2 separate regions of the Mus musculus genome follow, and region 2 is linked to region 1. A link is a contact called in public promoter capture Hi-C data. All regions are on one chromosome and are shown on one strand. The core of a region is the stretch at or near the end of the contact, and the rest is flanking DNA. Distances in the headings are between cores, read along the strand shown. Region 1 holds the start of 4930590A17Rik (RIKEN cDNA 4930590A17 gene). Region 2 holds the start of Mis18a (MIS18 kinetochore protein A).

Region 1 (7,912 bases), core at 2,989-5,488:
TTCCGCAGAGGGGACGGGCATCGTGTAGACTTTGCAAAGGTCAGCAACTCTCCTTGAAAGGGATACACTTTCACTATAGCATAAGCCACTCACAGTAGCTTTCTTGTCTCTGGAGTCACTGCATGATACCAGGATAGCTCATTCCTCAAAACTTTTGCTTCTCTCTGGCTTTCAGCCCTGCATGGCATGATCTTATAGGGAGTCTTTCATGAGAAGGGCCTGGTCTATTTTTTTTATTGTTTTTTTTTTTTTTTCCAAAGCTTTCCATAAATGAGGTAGGGCATGAAAATAAATTTGCAAAAGCGTTTTCCTCCTCTGTAGAATGGCTAGCTCTACCATTGACTCAGAAGTAGGGTTTTAATTGCTTGTAGTGCTTGTTCATGGTGTCTTCAATTCGGAAGCACCAACTTGTATCTACTGTGGTGGACATGCATTTTCTTGAGCTATCAACTAACATGTTAAAAAGTGTGTTTTTTAAAAATATGATTCCATTAAGTAAGAAGCCATAACTCAGCTTGATGGTTTTCTATGAGACCTTTGTCAGATCAAGAAAATCCACTTTTGGTTGGAGATGTTTTCTTTTGGTTAATAGAGCAGCTAACTCAGGCCTCTCTTTACTGCCTCAACCTGTTCTTCCAACTTTTCTTTCTGAAGGCAGTCTGGAACTAGGAGAGGTGTCTAAAGGGCTTGGGAGCCACTATTATCTGACCACTTCCTGGTTGTTCAGCTTTCACTGGTGTGACATCTGTTACTTCGGGGACATTGCTATATCTTGGCTAAGTCACTTGAGATACCTGTGGCTCTAATGGTCTCTTAATGCGCTATGTGTCTTCTCACCCAACCTCTACCAACCTGCTATGATTCTGTAAACCCTCCAACAGGCTTTTTTTTTTCCCTGAAGGAGGGCATGATATTTTTGGTATTGTCTCTGTTGTAACTTTGAGAAAGTCTTTTTGAAGCCCTCCATAGACTGGCTGGCTATATATTGGTGTTCTGCCACTCTAGAGACAGTCAGATGGAAGATTTCTCTATAAACCATACCACTTCCTAGATTCTCCATATTGAAGCCAATGAGGTATTTCTTTTCACCATTCCCTAAGGCCTCTTCTGAGATTTCCTTCTTTTCTGTTCTGTCTTGAGTTGGGAGTAGACTCTGGAATGGTCTTTAGAAATTCAAGTAGCATCTAAGCATGAGTAGTTTCCTCTCAGCGCCGTCTTTTCTTCCAATGGTGAGAAATTGGGGAAGGGGAGCAAAGTAAGATAGGAAAACAGCATTGTCTATGTTCCCCCAGTGTCTGAATTTGAATTGCGGCTACTTATAAACTACTCAAATTAGGACTGTTGATTTATTCAGTGAAACATCTAGATCCCGTGGTAAACGTCCTGCATCCCAGGCCTGCTGGGTTATATATTTGAAGTCACTTGGTTCTCAAACGGTTGACTGCTCTCTATCTCGATAAAGCAAATACGGGGAGGGCAAGGTGATGGAAAACAAATGCAGGCTCTCCCTTTCCTCTCTCTTTCCCAGTCTTCTTAGGTTCTGCTTTCAGACTTGGGTCCTACCACGTAGGGTCCTACCTGCCCTGTTTGTTTCTCCTTTACCAGTTTGTATGTCATCAATTCTATGCTTCCAAGAACTGTCTATGTGCATGCCTCTTTGTCACTCTCTGTCTCTGCGTCTCTGTCTGTCTGTCTCTGTCTCTCTGGGCTTCTGACTCTCTCTGTGTGTATGTGTGTGTGTGTTGATTTAATATATAGGTTCATTATAGTTGAGGATGATCCGCTTCTGCAGTGTCACTGTTTGGAACAATTTGCATAAGTTCTGTTGTATGGGCATCTCCTCACTCTTGATGCTGTGTTGTCTGACTGGATCTTTTTCTGTCCACAGAAGGCCTTTCACTGAACTGTACTGCCAGGGCAATGTAATCCCACTTATTAAAAATGTATTATGTTCAGCAGATACACAGAGCCATCTTAAAACACATATGCTAAGGGTTTTATTTCCACTCTACTTTTGATATGTTATTTCCTTTCCATTTTTCTAGTATATTTTATTTATTTATTTATTTATTTATTTATTTATTTATTTATTTATTGAGATAGTAACCTCAAATTCTGTCTAAAGTTGAGGGAACAGGTTGGGGAAAGCAAATTCACTCCATCAGAGTTCCATGCCCATTGAACAGCAGTATGGGGAACTGAACTGTTTTAATTCTCAAGACTAATTTAATTCTATTGGGTCACATAGGATATTTAGAGTAGGGTTTATAAGACAGCATTATTTATGTATGGAAGGAGGGATTTGTAGATGAATACTAAATGGCTCCTCATTTCTGTGATACTAGTGTTTGGGTTTCTATGGAAAGGCAGTCTTTCCACCAATACAAAAACAACTGGCTCCTGTATCATTTGTTAAATAAGTTGATCAGACCAAAGAGGAAACAACGGAGCTGTGGACACTGTAAAGTACATAGAAAGGTGCCAGACTCTGGCAGACTCCTTGTGCACAGCAGTTTCTTAGTTTCTGTGGTTGTAAACTCTTGGGAGATCAGATCAGGGAAAGCCTTCTGTTTAGAAGCTAATTATTTCATATTTAAGATAGTTAAATTTGAAAATGTCAATTGGAAATTTGGGAAGAAAGGCAACTTCGGCTAAGTTTATTCAACTGTCTTCATTGTTGAGGAAACTACAGTAACTTCCCTCAATCCCTCTGCTTTCCATTAGTAGTTTTGCTGCACACACATTGTGAGGCCCAGGCCCGCTGTTAGGTAGTTTAGGCATCAGTTGGTTTCAGCCTTCTGTCAGTGAAGTTCAAGTTTGGCAAGGTGCGAAAGCATGGGGCGGTGCAACTGCAGGGTTGGCTTGCTCTTCCCAGCACGTTCTAACCCTTGTAATTAGAAATGCTTTGAAAAGTTAAGAAAGAACCTTCTTGCCCATATCGCCAGTTTCTGTGGAAGGAATTTTGAAAGCCGAAACGATTTTAATTCCTGCGCATCTGGACATAACAATCCACAGAGGGGTGAAGCTTAGTGAGGTAGTTCCTACAGGTGAGCTACAATGTCAGCAGGAAGCAGGGGCCCTTTACTCTCTGCGAGAGATTAATTTATGGTGCCTTTTGCAGCAACTAGGTGTACAGAAAGCAGTACAGGAAAATTGTTTTCTTTCCCTTTGCTTCTCCGTGTTCAGGCTTCCTAGCAAACAGACCTTGTAGTATAAACACCACATGCTTGTACATTAATTGGAATTCACTGTAGTATTGCATTATGACTCATAAACAATATAACATAATGCTTGTCAAATACAGTGAGGATTTTTGAGAATGATTTTTTGAATAAGTTTATAATCATAGGAGTCCAGCCAATTTTCATATTGTTTATGTAGTTTTACTGAAAAAAAAAATGTTAAAATTCAATTTGTAATTTTAGTCTAAAACAGCAAAGTACAATATGAAGCTTTATTATTTTTCTTCTTTGAATTAGGTGACTGACAGACTTATGAAGAAACAAATTAATATAATGTTATTATTATTGATGCCTTCGTCCAATCTTTTAATGCCATTCTGCCTCTCTGCTTGACTTTAAGTAGTAATTTAAAAATATAACTCACAGCCTGCTACTGTTGTAAATGGAAATGCTTTGAAAGGTTAAGAAAGAACTGTCTTGCCCATATCGCCAGTTTCTATGGAAGGAATTTTGAAAGCCGAAAAATTGTGTTATAAAAATTGATGCTTACCATCTAACTTAACAAAACTGCTATGTTCAAGGGAGGATTTTTATTTATTTATTTATAAGAGCCCATGTTTGCCAAGTGCTTTAAAGTAAAGCAGCTGTACTCAGGATTATTGTGAAATAAATTTATGTTAAAAAAAAAAAACTATCAAACAATCCTTAGCATTCAAGAGAGTTCAAGACTCATGTGTATGTCCTGATTTTGGAGAAAATTAATACATTCAAGTTAACTTTAATGGAAACCAATGCAGAGAGTGAATTTTAAATATTCATTTTCAGGCTTGGTGAAACCTGCCAATTCCTGGCTGTGCCCACCAAGTGAACACACGAGTGTGAGTGTACGAGCTGCAGATCCCTCCTCCAGATGACTGTGATTTACACTAAATTCTCTGAACCAATGGTGCAAATATCGTTTGATGGCTTTTGTTCTAGATTTCACTTGAAACGAAATGGACCCGGTAGAGGTCAATGTGGTCTCAGCAGTTATTGCCATGGCAACAAGAACTGGTTGTTAGAAGGTTGGACAAAAGAAGAGGAGAAGTAGAAAAAAAAATCAACAAAGGCCCAAGTCAGCAACAACCTACTTACTTGATCATTCTGAGTAAGGATGGATCTATGTTTTACCAATAAATGTTGAGATTATCAATATCATGAAGTTTCTGTCTTAAAGATACACAATTTTTCTTGGATTCTCCACATAAATGGTCCATTATATATCAAATGCCAAATATGCCTGTGTATGTATGTATGTATGTATGTATGATCTGTCACTTAGAATTAGTAGCTCCATTTTTGGTTTGAGTCAATTCATACAAAGCAATGATTAATCGGGATCCAACTTCTTATTTAAACTACTGATTAGATAATTGAGTCATAACTTTACTTGACTACGAGAAACAACTGAATGTCTCAAATGATTGCAGTTGCCTTGCCCTAACCTCGCACTAGAGTTTACTGTCTGGAGAGACTGCTCAAAGCTACTCCTATAAATCCTCATATCTTCCTCATGCAGGCCCTTCCCTTGAGTGTAGTGACTTGGCTGTTCATTTTAAACACGTGCTCGGGGAAAATTGGACAGTGTTTGATTATTTATATTCTTAATCCCATTTTCTTTAAGATGCTGATCATTTTCTGACTGCTTATGTGACCAGAGAGAAATATTTAATTATTCTATAGGATGCCATATTTAATATAAAGACTAAAGTAGTTTTATGTTCTATGCCATGATGTGATTTCAGTGTTCTCATGATAGATTTAGAGAGTGTCATATGGGGACAGAGGTCTTGCCAGTTGCTTCATAGAAAAGACACTATGACCTAAGGGCATGAGAGATACTGAATAGGTTGAAATTTTTTCATCCATGATACCATATTGAATATACTAAACTACCACATGGTGAGGGAATGTTGAGTTTGGTTCCCTCTGTGTTATTTATCCATGAAAACCTCATTAAGTGCTTGCCAGTGGCACCTATTTTGATAAATAGTTCTTCAAAGCAACCTTGTGCTCTTAGGTAACCTTCTAGTGTTAGATGTTTGAAAACGGAAGCTGGAAAATATTTAGCCACTGAAACACAGCGATTCCACACAATGAAGTCACATGTGGCTGTGCTTGAAGCAGAGTTTGGACAACTTATAAAATTCTCTATTAACTGTATTTCCATGACTCAAGGTTCTGGACTCCAATATCCATTACTTCTGATAGTAAAGCTGAATTAAAATCACACAAAGGATCAAATGTGATGTGTGTATAAACATTTCGAAAGCTATAAAGTACTAAGTAAATGTCAGAATTAGAGAGCATACAGTCTAAAACAAACCCAAAATGTCATTTATTTATTTATCTAAAATTTTTTTTGAGACAAGTGTCCTGTGACCCAGGCTTCCCTTAAACTCAATATGTAGTTGATCCTCATTTTCTAATTCTCCAGCTTTTACCTCTTGCAGGTTGGGGTTATGGTCTTGTGTCACCATAGATGGTTGTATGCATAACTGGGACTGAGAAGCACCACACAAGCCCCAAGTGAGCTAGGTAAGCATTCTCCAAATGAGCTCTATCCCAAGCCCTCCTAATGCTAACTTTGGAAGGAAATTGCTTCTTTACTCGTCTCTGAATCAAACTTAAGAATGGTCTATGCAGGAAAGTGAATTTTGCTAGTTATTGCCAGTTTGAGTTTTCTGTATCATCAGTCACTCAGAAAATTTTATAGCCACTTTGATGTATTAAATAGATTTTGGGAAATAAACTTAAGCACCTTGTGGATTCTGTCTGCTGAATCAATAAGTCATGAAACTAAGACTAGTGTATCCTTTATCCTGCCCGGTAATCTGATTCTATTGATCCTGAAAATGTGAATTCCGATTAGAGACACACAGCAGCCTTTCCCCACTTCAATAAGAGTAAATAAATAGTAATATGATTTTTAGGCATTTTCATAAGGGCTAATTTATTTAAAGAACAAGGCTGAGAAGCAATCAGTGTAGGAGTCAATTGTTCTGATCATGCTTTACTGAGGAAATATAAAGTTGATTGGAAGGAGCTGTGACTAAGATCCTAGAACCCATTTAAAGCTAAGCTAGAAGGTCATGCAGCATGATTGTCCAGATGCCAAAACCCTCCTTCTCTGGAGTGTATTCTAGGAGATCGCTTGAGAAGTCAAGAGGAAATCTGACAGAGAGCAAAGACCAAAATTCCATACTGAAAGGGGAGGAAATGCAGCTCGATTTCCCTCCTCTCTGCCAGGAGGGAATGAACTCAGTGCAAACAGCAGACACTCTCTGTCACACCACATCAAGCATGCCACTGGCTTTCTGTGTCACCAAGCTGAGGTGGCCTGGGGATTGTTCACTTTGAATGCAGGTAGAAAATAAATCTGCAGAGATCCATGACTAACGCGTATGGAAATTGTCTCTGGTATTTATTTTCTCCCCCTTGCCCGTCTTTACGGCACATTTAGAATGTATTAATGATGGTGATGCATCCAGGGACATGAATGTGAACTTGGCAAGGCTCAGAAAAGATGGCTTTAAGAAGAACTACTCTATCTTAGGTGAGTGGGAAGAAAGTGCAGTGAAGTTTGTATGGGAAGATGCTCATCACTGTCCAGGGTGAGTGAGGGTGAGCCGCAAATGGAAGATGTCATGAATTAGTTCATCGTGTAAGACTCTGCTTGGCTCTTCCAGGAAATAGTACATGGCTTGAAACTAATCAGGTTCTCTGTGGCTCTACACCTACACAAGACTGCTATTTGCTCTTTGAAAGCCTGATGTTGCTGAGTTTCTGTCCAGAAATCATTTTTTTTTTGACTGTGCCCCACATCCCTGAGAGAGGCTCAGGTTAGGTCATTCCCCTTTGAATTCAAGTTTAACCATTATTCTTTCAGTGATGGTTTCTGAATCTTTAAGAGCCAAGACACCTTTGAAGTTTTGGGTAAATACTTCATTTAAAATCTTGGGACCAATTTAGTTAAAAATTAACAGTGTTATAGAGTTACTGGCATACTTGTTGAAAAGACATGGCTATAGAAATTTTGAAATATGTAGGTCTAAAAAATACATGAGACAGGGAATGGGAGAGAAGAGGGGGAAAGTTCACAAAGATAAGAAGTGCACCGAACTAGCATTTTCCCTTTGTGTTGCCCAGTTATGTGTCTCAATTTTTGCTGATGAAGAAAATGTCATTTATTTTTAATGCATAAAGAAAGCACAAGATGACAGTTTTGGACAGAATAGTTTTCTATATATACACTCATCCAGGACTCTACATTCCTCTTATAAAACTCTGCATCAGTATATATTGCATGGATTTTCCAGCCTCCTGACCTGAGAGCCTGGAGTAATGTCTGTACATTTTGCTAATATAAGGAAAAGGGCAGACTGGCTACTTCAATTTAATAGATGCAGGCACAAACAACACTCATTACAAAAATTCTACTGGAAACAGCTTTTTAAAAACTTCAATTATACAGTATGGACTGAGGGCTGTGTCCGAATCCCCTTTTCCTCTCGTAATAATTTGCCACACTCTACATCTGTAGATAATGTAGTCCCGGAAGTGGAGTTGGTCGGATGGGTTTGTTTACACTGCAGTCCATAAAAGAAACAAAAAGCCTTGCATGCAAAAGAAATGGAAAAAAATAAAGAAGGTAAATAAATAAAAAGCAAGAATGAATGTTTAAATGAAGA
Region 2 (7,912 bases), core at 2,905-5,404, 2.8 Mb after region 1:
CGTGTCAATACAGGCGATTAACGGCATTTTACTGAAGTTTCTGTTATTTCTCTGCGTAACTGTTTCTCCAGTCTTCTTGGCTCCTGTTCCACGGATCTGGCTCTCCCTCTGTGCCCGCTCACATCTTTAAACTGTCCGCACAGTCCAATGTCTCCCAAAAGCCCTTGCAAATTAATGTACCTAAATTACCATTCTACAGTCCCAACATTTACCAAATGCTTACTGGATTTTTAGATCTACTCTTTTTTGTTTGTTTGTTTTTTGGTTTTTCGAGACAGGGTTTCTCTGTGTAGCCTTGGCTGTCCTAGAACTCACTTTGTAGACCAGGCTGGCCTCGAACTCAGAAATCTGCCTGCCTCTGCCTCCCGAGTGCTGGGATTAAAGGCGTGCGCCACCACGCCCGGCTAGATCTACTCTTAATTAAAGTACTGGAATGTACACGACAATGGGTTATTACTTCAAAGTATTTTAATTCCTCCTTCACATGGGACCTGTTACCACTAAGTGTCTGTTCTTGACATCATACCAAAGGGAGCCACTGAAGAGCCAGGCAAGGCAAGACAGACATGGAGATGCTTTCTAATTATCACAACAACATATGGAACAAAGGTCAAAACATCACCACCAGGTAAAATTTCACTAGTGATAGAACTGGTTAAGCTATCTGCCACTCATTCGGTATTGTTTCCATGGTGTGTTTAAAAGACTTCCCATAAGATATGTCGATATATCTTGGGGTTGAGGGACTGGGTGAGAGCCTAAAAGCAGCACTACTCTTGCAGAGCACCTGAGTTGTTCCCAGAATCTACACAGCAGCTCACAGGGTTATTGGGCTTACACTTCCATATTGTAGTCCATCGGTGAAGGAAGTCAGGACACAAACGCAAAGGGGGCAGGAACCTGGAGGCAGGAGCTGATGCAGAGGCCATGGAGGGGTGCTGCTTACTAGCTTGTTCAGCCCGCTTTCTTACAGTACGCAGGGCCATCAGCCCAGGAGTGGCCCCACCCACAATGGGCTGGCCCCTCCCACAATGGGCTGGGCCTCCCCATGGATCACTAGTGAGGAAAAGGCTTTCCAGGCTTGCCTACAGCTCAACCTTATGGAGGCTCTTCCTCACTGAGGTTCCCTCCTCCTCTTCAGATAGAGCTAAACTAACATAGAACTAGGCAGGATAGGTTCTTTATCATAGTCCACACTAATCCAGACCCTAGAACACCCTTGGGGAACAGTAGGGAGTAAGCGGCCACTATCATTGGGCCCAATTCAGCTTATCATTGAACAAGACTTGAGAAGCAACACGAGGCACTATAAAGCAGCTTTAAACAAGAACTGGCTCAATTGTAAGACCCTCCTCGGTAAAGGACAGAAATCAGGAAAACAGAGATAGTACTGCTAGCTCTATAGGCGGCTTCTGAAGCCCATCCCATGCCTTCGTTGACCACTATAATGACTTAGCCAGATGTTCAGTAGAAAGGACCTTCTGAAAAACGTAAAAGCATCCCAAAGCAACACAGTATTTCACAGGGCCCTGGTGAAACAAACCCAAGACAATTTAAGGCAATACAAACAACGGGTTGAGGCCATGCAAGCAAAGAGCTCAAGTAACCCCAGATCACTGACAGGGAAAGGCGGCTCCTTCTCAAATCTCTACCAATCTGAAGCCTGGTCAGTGGGAACACAGTCAGTGCAGAAGAGTGGACCTGCTACACAGACCTGACACACATGGAAAAGGAGCTGACATTAAAAGACTCAAGACGGGAAGCAGAACACCTCAGAGGGAGGAAGGCAATGCCCCGATCCCTGTAAGACTTACTGTAATCAGTGCTCTAGCCGAGGGGAAGCTAATTCCTTGGGCTCGTAGCCTTTGGCCACAAAATAAAATATCACCTAAAGTTGAGATTTGGAGAGATGGCTCAATGGTTAAGAGCACTGGCTGCTCTTGTAGAGAGAGAGCCAAGTTCAACTCCCAGTACCCACAGTGCAGCTCACAACTGTCTGTAACTCCCAGTTCCAGAGGATCCAATGCCCTCTTCTGACCTTCCTAGGCACCAGGCACACACATGGTGAACATACATACATACTTGCAAAATACTCATACATAGAAAATAATAAATTTAAAAATATATGAAATTGAGATTTCCAAGCTTGAAATCAGCTACTTGCCAACAACATAATCTGTCACACCCATATCATCTTTATCAATGTCAATGCAATTTCCCTGCCAGTTTCTATAACACTTATATTCGAATATTACTAAAACCATTATTAAAACCTTCAAGTCAGTCCCACCTCTTGATTCTCTGATTGAGGTACTACCTGAACTAGTTTCTACACCTCAGCAAGACACGGCTCCTCTCTGGGGTAGCAAACATAAAAGGCAGAGCTTTCTACTCAGTCTGCTGAGGACAGCACTTGCCAACACTAGTTAGTAGTCAGCCGTGACAAGTTATCTGTCCCCTCGGCCCCAGCACATGGAACCTGGGACTAGTGACTTACAGCCACAGATGGCCTGTCTGCGTAGCCCAGTCAGCTGTGGGTGTGGGCTCTGTATTAGTATTTTCTGTCTGCCAGTACAAGGAAGAGACAGGCAGCACTGGGACAGGAATAGGACACTTTCAACTTGGAGATTTTAAGATAGATATTTTCTGCTTTACTTTCCATTTTCTTTGGCACCAAACTCAGAGCCCTAAAAATCAGTGTTAAATACACTTTCAGAATCTTAGAAACTCCCACTTTCCGATCTTAAGGGGCTATCACCATCAAATAATGGATCCTTTCTTCTTTTCAATGCATTCAATTACCATGAAAAGTTATATCTCAAGCAATCTCACAGAACGGTCGGTAGAAGATTTTTCCTTAAAATTAAAGTTTTCAGCCGGGCGTGGTGGCGCACGCCTTTAATCCCAGCACTCGGGAGGCAGAGGCAGGCTGATTTCTGAGTTCGAGGCCAGCCTGGTCTACAAAGTGAGTTCCAGGACAGGCAGGGCTATACAGAGAAACCCTGTCTCGAAAAACCAAAAATAAATAAATAAAATAAAATTTTCTCTCACATATTCACATAAATATCTTACTTACCAACCGTCTTCATCTCTGCACTTGGACAGTTTCGGTTCCTTATCCACAGAGACGTTACAGGAGACGCCTGGAAAGAGAGTCGCAACACTTTGTTAGTGTGGTTTGTTGTTACACACCTGCAGACAGGAACTTTTAACTCAACTTTAACTTGTATTTTAGAGGACTAGGGGAAAAAAAGAGCCCAAAGACTGGTGGGAAGTGGGGTACTCCCGTGGTTCAGCACTAAAGGGATGGGGGCCTTCTGGGAGAAGAGGTGGAACAAGGATTACTTCACATCCTTTTCTGAAAACCAGTGGGGTTAAGAGATAAACAAAATGACCCAGCGAAGAGCATTGGGACTCACCCAGTAAAGACATCGCCTACTCTGTGGCCATATACCATACACTTATTTAATCGTCCCCGTTATCCCATCATTATCCCTCGTTTTGGAGACGAGAAACTTGAGGCACAAGCAGTTGAACAGACTGCCCAAGGACACTAAGCTAAGTCCCCAAAGCAGCTGACAGAGTCCGTCAGATGTGAAAACACTCCCCTGAAGGAAGCACCTTCCTAAAACGTCAGGATGACGCTCAACCGCTGCCCTTGGGGGGCATGGAAGACCCAGGAAAAAACTTGTCACTCGTGAGCCACCCACAGGGACGCCTCTCCTGCGGTTTGCTGGGACAGCTCTCGTCCCCACCCCAGCCCCCGCAGCCCCAGGAAACCCCGACGCAGGAGGGCGGCCCGAACTGACTGCGCAACAGGATGCAGTTGGTGTCCTCCTGGCTGGCCACCCAGGTGAGCGAGTCGCCCAGTGGCCGGCGACAGCGGGCACAAAGGAACACCAGCGGGTTCTCCGCCGCGGCCGCCTTCTCCTCAGGCCGTTCCTTCTCTAGCCCTAACGCGTCTGCGCTCGACATGTTTGCCCACTTCTGCAGCCGCAGGTAGCGGCTCGAGTCTTCCGACAGACGCTTCTCCAGCAGGGGGGACTCGCTCGACATAGCCAGGCGGTTTTAACCACAAGCGGTCAAGGAACATCCCAGAGACCAGGAAGCAGCCATGACATACGAATTTGCCGCGCCCCGGAACCTCACGGGAATAATACCTCTGCGCATGCGCAAGGTGCAAGAGGCGGGGCACCGCCCGAAGGGGTGGGACCTGAAGAAGGGCCCGACTGCATCGAAGGCGCATGCTCGCCATCTGACCGGCGCGCGAGCCGCGCTCACTGCGCTTGCGTCCTGCGGTCTTCCTGAGCGAAAGCTGGTGAACTGGGGTGCTGGGGTGCTATCTGCGGGCATTTCAGCTCCTTCCGCCGCTGCTGAGAAAGTTGAAGGCTTCGAATTAAATGAGTAGCAGCTCACCTAGTTCCTCCACACTGTTAGCGGGCATGCCCGTGCTGGGTAAGCAGACCCATCTTCACGGAGCCGAAAGTGGACCCAGGAATTCCAAGCGGTGTACTGCAAGTCACATCTCTGATTCTAGCCCGTCTGCTCCCGGAGACCCGCTTTCCTACATCTAGAAAAAAACAGGGGTCTGTGGCGAGCCAAAGACGCCCCCTGCCTCAAGGACCCAGCGTTACTGAGACTAGCACTGCAAGGAAAAAATATGAGAAGCTGGAGGGGACAGCATCGCTGTGGCTACAGAGTGGGCGTGTGTCTGGGTCAGAGTATGGTTCACCCTACTCCAGGGCGGGAAGGACGGTCAGTCTAAAGAAAGTCAGCTTTTGATTTCAAAGACCACAGGCTAGAGGGAAGGCGCGCCACCACGAACAGCCTGGATGCATCAGTAAGAAACAACACGCAAAGACCACCATATCCCCCTCCCCCCCCCCCCCCCCCCCAGTCACACTACCCAGTTCGCTTCACTAAACTACATCACACTTACCACCTATTTTCGTATCTCTGGCCACTAGCAAAAAGTTTCAAATCCTAAGTCGTTGACCTGACCGAGGTGGTACCAGGCTGGAAACTAGAAAGGCTATTTTGCCTTCTCTGAATATGATTTTGACTTTCTGTTTTTTGAATCTTTTTTTTTTTTTTTTTGTCCAGGCTGCCCAGGAATTCATTATGTAGCTCACCCACAGTGATCCTCCTGCTTCAGCCTCCCACATGCTAGGATAACAGCCCAGCCCAGAGGCAAAGAAATGACTCCTTTTGGAACCTATTTCAACAAGTCCCTGAGGCGTATCGACCTTTAACCGCCAGGAATCCTGTGGTCCTGCTTGAGGTGTGCCAAGACGGAACGGAGCAAAGAATACCATAAACCAACAGACTTTGCAAATACACTGGAAGGTACACCAATAGGCAGATTACAGCAAAGCAGTGGGACCCTGCTGTAGACCCTGATGCTACCTGGCCATACTCTTAGCATTTTGGTTATAAGCTGGGGAATCTGTTTGTACACATTAAAGTATTTAACTAATAGTCAGAAGGATATGGCCACATACAAGGGAGGGGAGTAAATGACCACGGAGGGGACTCAAGGTAACCCCAAATTACTGGGCTTTGAACTTCCAACCTCTCCACATCACTGATGCTCTGATCCTCCAGCTAGCCATTGTAGTCTCTTCTTCTTTCCTGGAAATTTCCTTTAAAGTTCCAAGATCCCCAGTGGATGCAGGAAATAGCAGACGTTGCCAAACACTCTAGAACCAATGTTTTGTTTTGCTGAACTAGGTGTGGTGGGAAGGGAGGGGAAGGAAAAGACAGGAGAAAGGACAGATAGAGGAAGCAGGAGGAGAAATGAATGGATGAGGCCTTGAGCATCTTCCTGAACAGATTGTGGGTTCATTTTTATTTGCATGTATTTAAGGGGGAACATGAACATGCTGGAGGTCAGAGGACAACTTGAAGCCTCTTGTTTTCTTCCTGAGGATTGAACTTGGCCTTGCTACCGAGCGCCTCTGACCTCTGAGACATCACACCAGCCCGAGTTATGGATGTGCAGAACCACACAGGCAGCTGAGGGAAACGGGAAGCTAACAACCGCTGATCACGCTCACAGGCTGATCCTAATTGCTTGCACTGCCTAACGCTTGCACACCACAGTGACAATAAGATGTGATTGCAGGTCCCGGAAGCTGGTGGCTTACTTCCCTAGCTGGCAGGTTTGATTGCAGCTATTCAAAGACCATTTAGATGTGTGCATGTGTCTAGGATCCAAATGGTACCCAAGTCTGCCTTCCCTGACCAACCAGCACCAGGAGAAGGATACACTGTCCCCTCAGCCCCCAGGGACTTGCCACCCACTGTTAGATCCCTTCTTAGGGGATATAACACACTAAGGGATAAGCAGAAGTCAGATGGGCTGACATATCTGTATTCCAGAAGAAACTGAGGAATGTGTCTCAACTTCTTAAAAGTCCTCAGAGTCGGGATATTCTTTAAATAGTGTTTCTTCTCTCTTTCATTTAATGAGTGGAATCATGATTTCCCAGTCCCCAACTGAACCTTGGATCTCGTGAATGTTAAAAACAAGTAGCGGGGAGCTGGAGAGATGGCTCAGCGGTTAAGAGCACTGGATGCTCTTCCAAAGGTCCTGAGTTCAATTCCCAGCAACCTTATGGTGGCTCACAACCATCTGTAATGCAATCTGGTGCCCTCTCCTGCCATGCAAGGCATACATGCAAGGCAGAACACTGTATGCATGATAATAAATAAATAAGTAAATAAATAAATCTTTAAAAAGTAGGCAGAACACGTAGTTTCCAGCAAAACTGCAACAGAGTGGAGCTGAGAAACCCACACGTTCTCATCAGTCTATTTCATTCTGAAATGAACAGCCTGAGGTCCACGGGGCTCAAAGCAACTAGCAGAGGAAGAGAGCCTGGACTGTTAAATATTGAGAGCACACACCCCCTTCTAAGAAAGTAGCCCCCTTACCTCACAGAAACACCTAGAAAAGAACAATGTCGCCGTCCAGACCTTGCTTATGATTTTAAAGGGAAAGAAACAATGCTGGCAGCCAAGGTCTTAGAGGTAAACAGGTCACTGTTATCTCAAAGCATCGACCTTCACAGGAGTATTAGTTTTTCCTAATGCCAAAAGGTGGGAGAAGATGTTTAATTTGCCCCTCCCAACCCCTGTTCTTAAGACTATTGTCACACCAATAACTTTGCCTTAGCAATTAGTAATCCAATAGACAAAAGGGAAAACTTCAAACTTACTTAAGTTATGTTCAGTTAGAAAGGAAGGAAGGAGAAGACCTATAATCTGCAATAACTCTTATCTATAATAACTATAACATCCACAATATATACCTATAATATCTACATATATCATAATATTTTATCTATAATAACTCAGTTTAAAATACCTACACAAAGATGTAAAGTTCTTCCCTACACCCCACCTGACCTGGACTTGGAAAATAGATCAGTCATCAAAGTTCTTGCCATACAAGAATGGGATGAGAAGCAGTTTGAGCCTCAACCCATGTTTAAAAAACAAAACCCAGGCAGCACTAAATGAACATGGGTCCTGTGGTTGAAGTCCGGTTCTCATGCTCTCCAAACAAGCAACACTTTATGAGAAGAACCAATTCCCTAACAAAAACAGGGTCACACAGGCATGAAATTATTCCAAGTCACATGAAAGTTTTTTTTTTTTAAGTTCTGTTCCTTACAGAAAGGTTCTAAATGGAGCCAAGAGTTTCCCGCTTCAATAAAACCCAGATATTAACATTGGCAAAATGCCACTCATCAACCAAATATAAATTTTTCTGGACTGTTGTTTTTAAAACAAAAATCCCAAACGTTCGAGTTACCAAATGAAGTCTCGGGAGCCAGAGGCTGTGGTGAAAGCCTGCTGGCTCAGAGAAGCAGAGAAAGCACCCAGCTGCCCTTCCTATTCCACTGAG

What was found. Promoter capture Hi-C pulls out the DNA fragments that hold promoters and counts their contacts.
Region 2: a promoter capture Hi-C map of hippocampal neurons shows a contact between it and region 1, with 5 times the contacts expected there. The contact joins the promoter of Mis18a here to the promoter of 4930590A17Rik in region 1.

What each region holds. Positions count from the first base shown.
Region 1 is chr16:87,905,033-87,912,944 of GRCm38.p6, forward strand. It overlaps 4930590A17Rik (RIKEN cDNA 4930590A17 gene), which reads left to right and starts at 4,239. Exons shown (of 6, transcript NR_155304.1): 1 at 4,239-4,329; 2 at 5,675-5,759. All of the region lies in intron 15 of Grik1 (glutamate receptor, ionotropic, kainate 1), which reads right to left.
Region 2 is chr16:90,723,217-90,731,128 of GRCm38.p6, forward strand. Mis18a (MIS18 kinetochore protein A) reads right to left here and starts at 4,155. Exons shown (of 5, transcript NM_025642.1): 1 at 3,810-4,155; 2 at 3,077-3,143. The coding sequence starts at 4,056. It overlaps Gm17518 (a long non-coding RNA gene), which reads left to right and starts at 4,204. Exons shown (of 2, transcript XR_876238.3): 1 at 4,204-4,455; 2 at 5,104-6,744.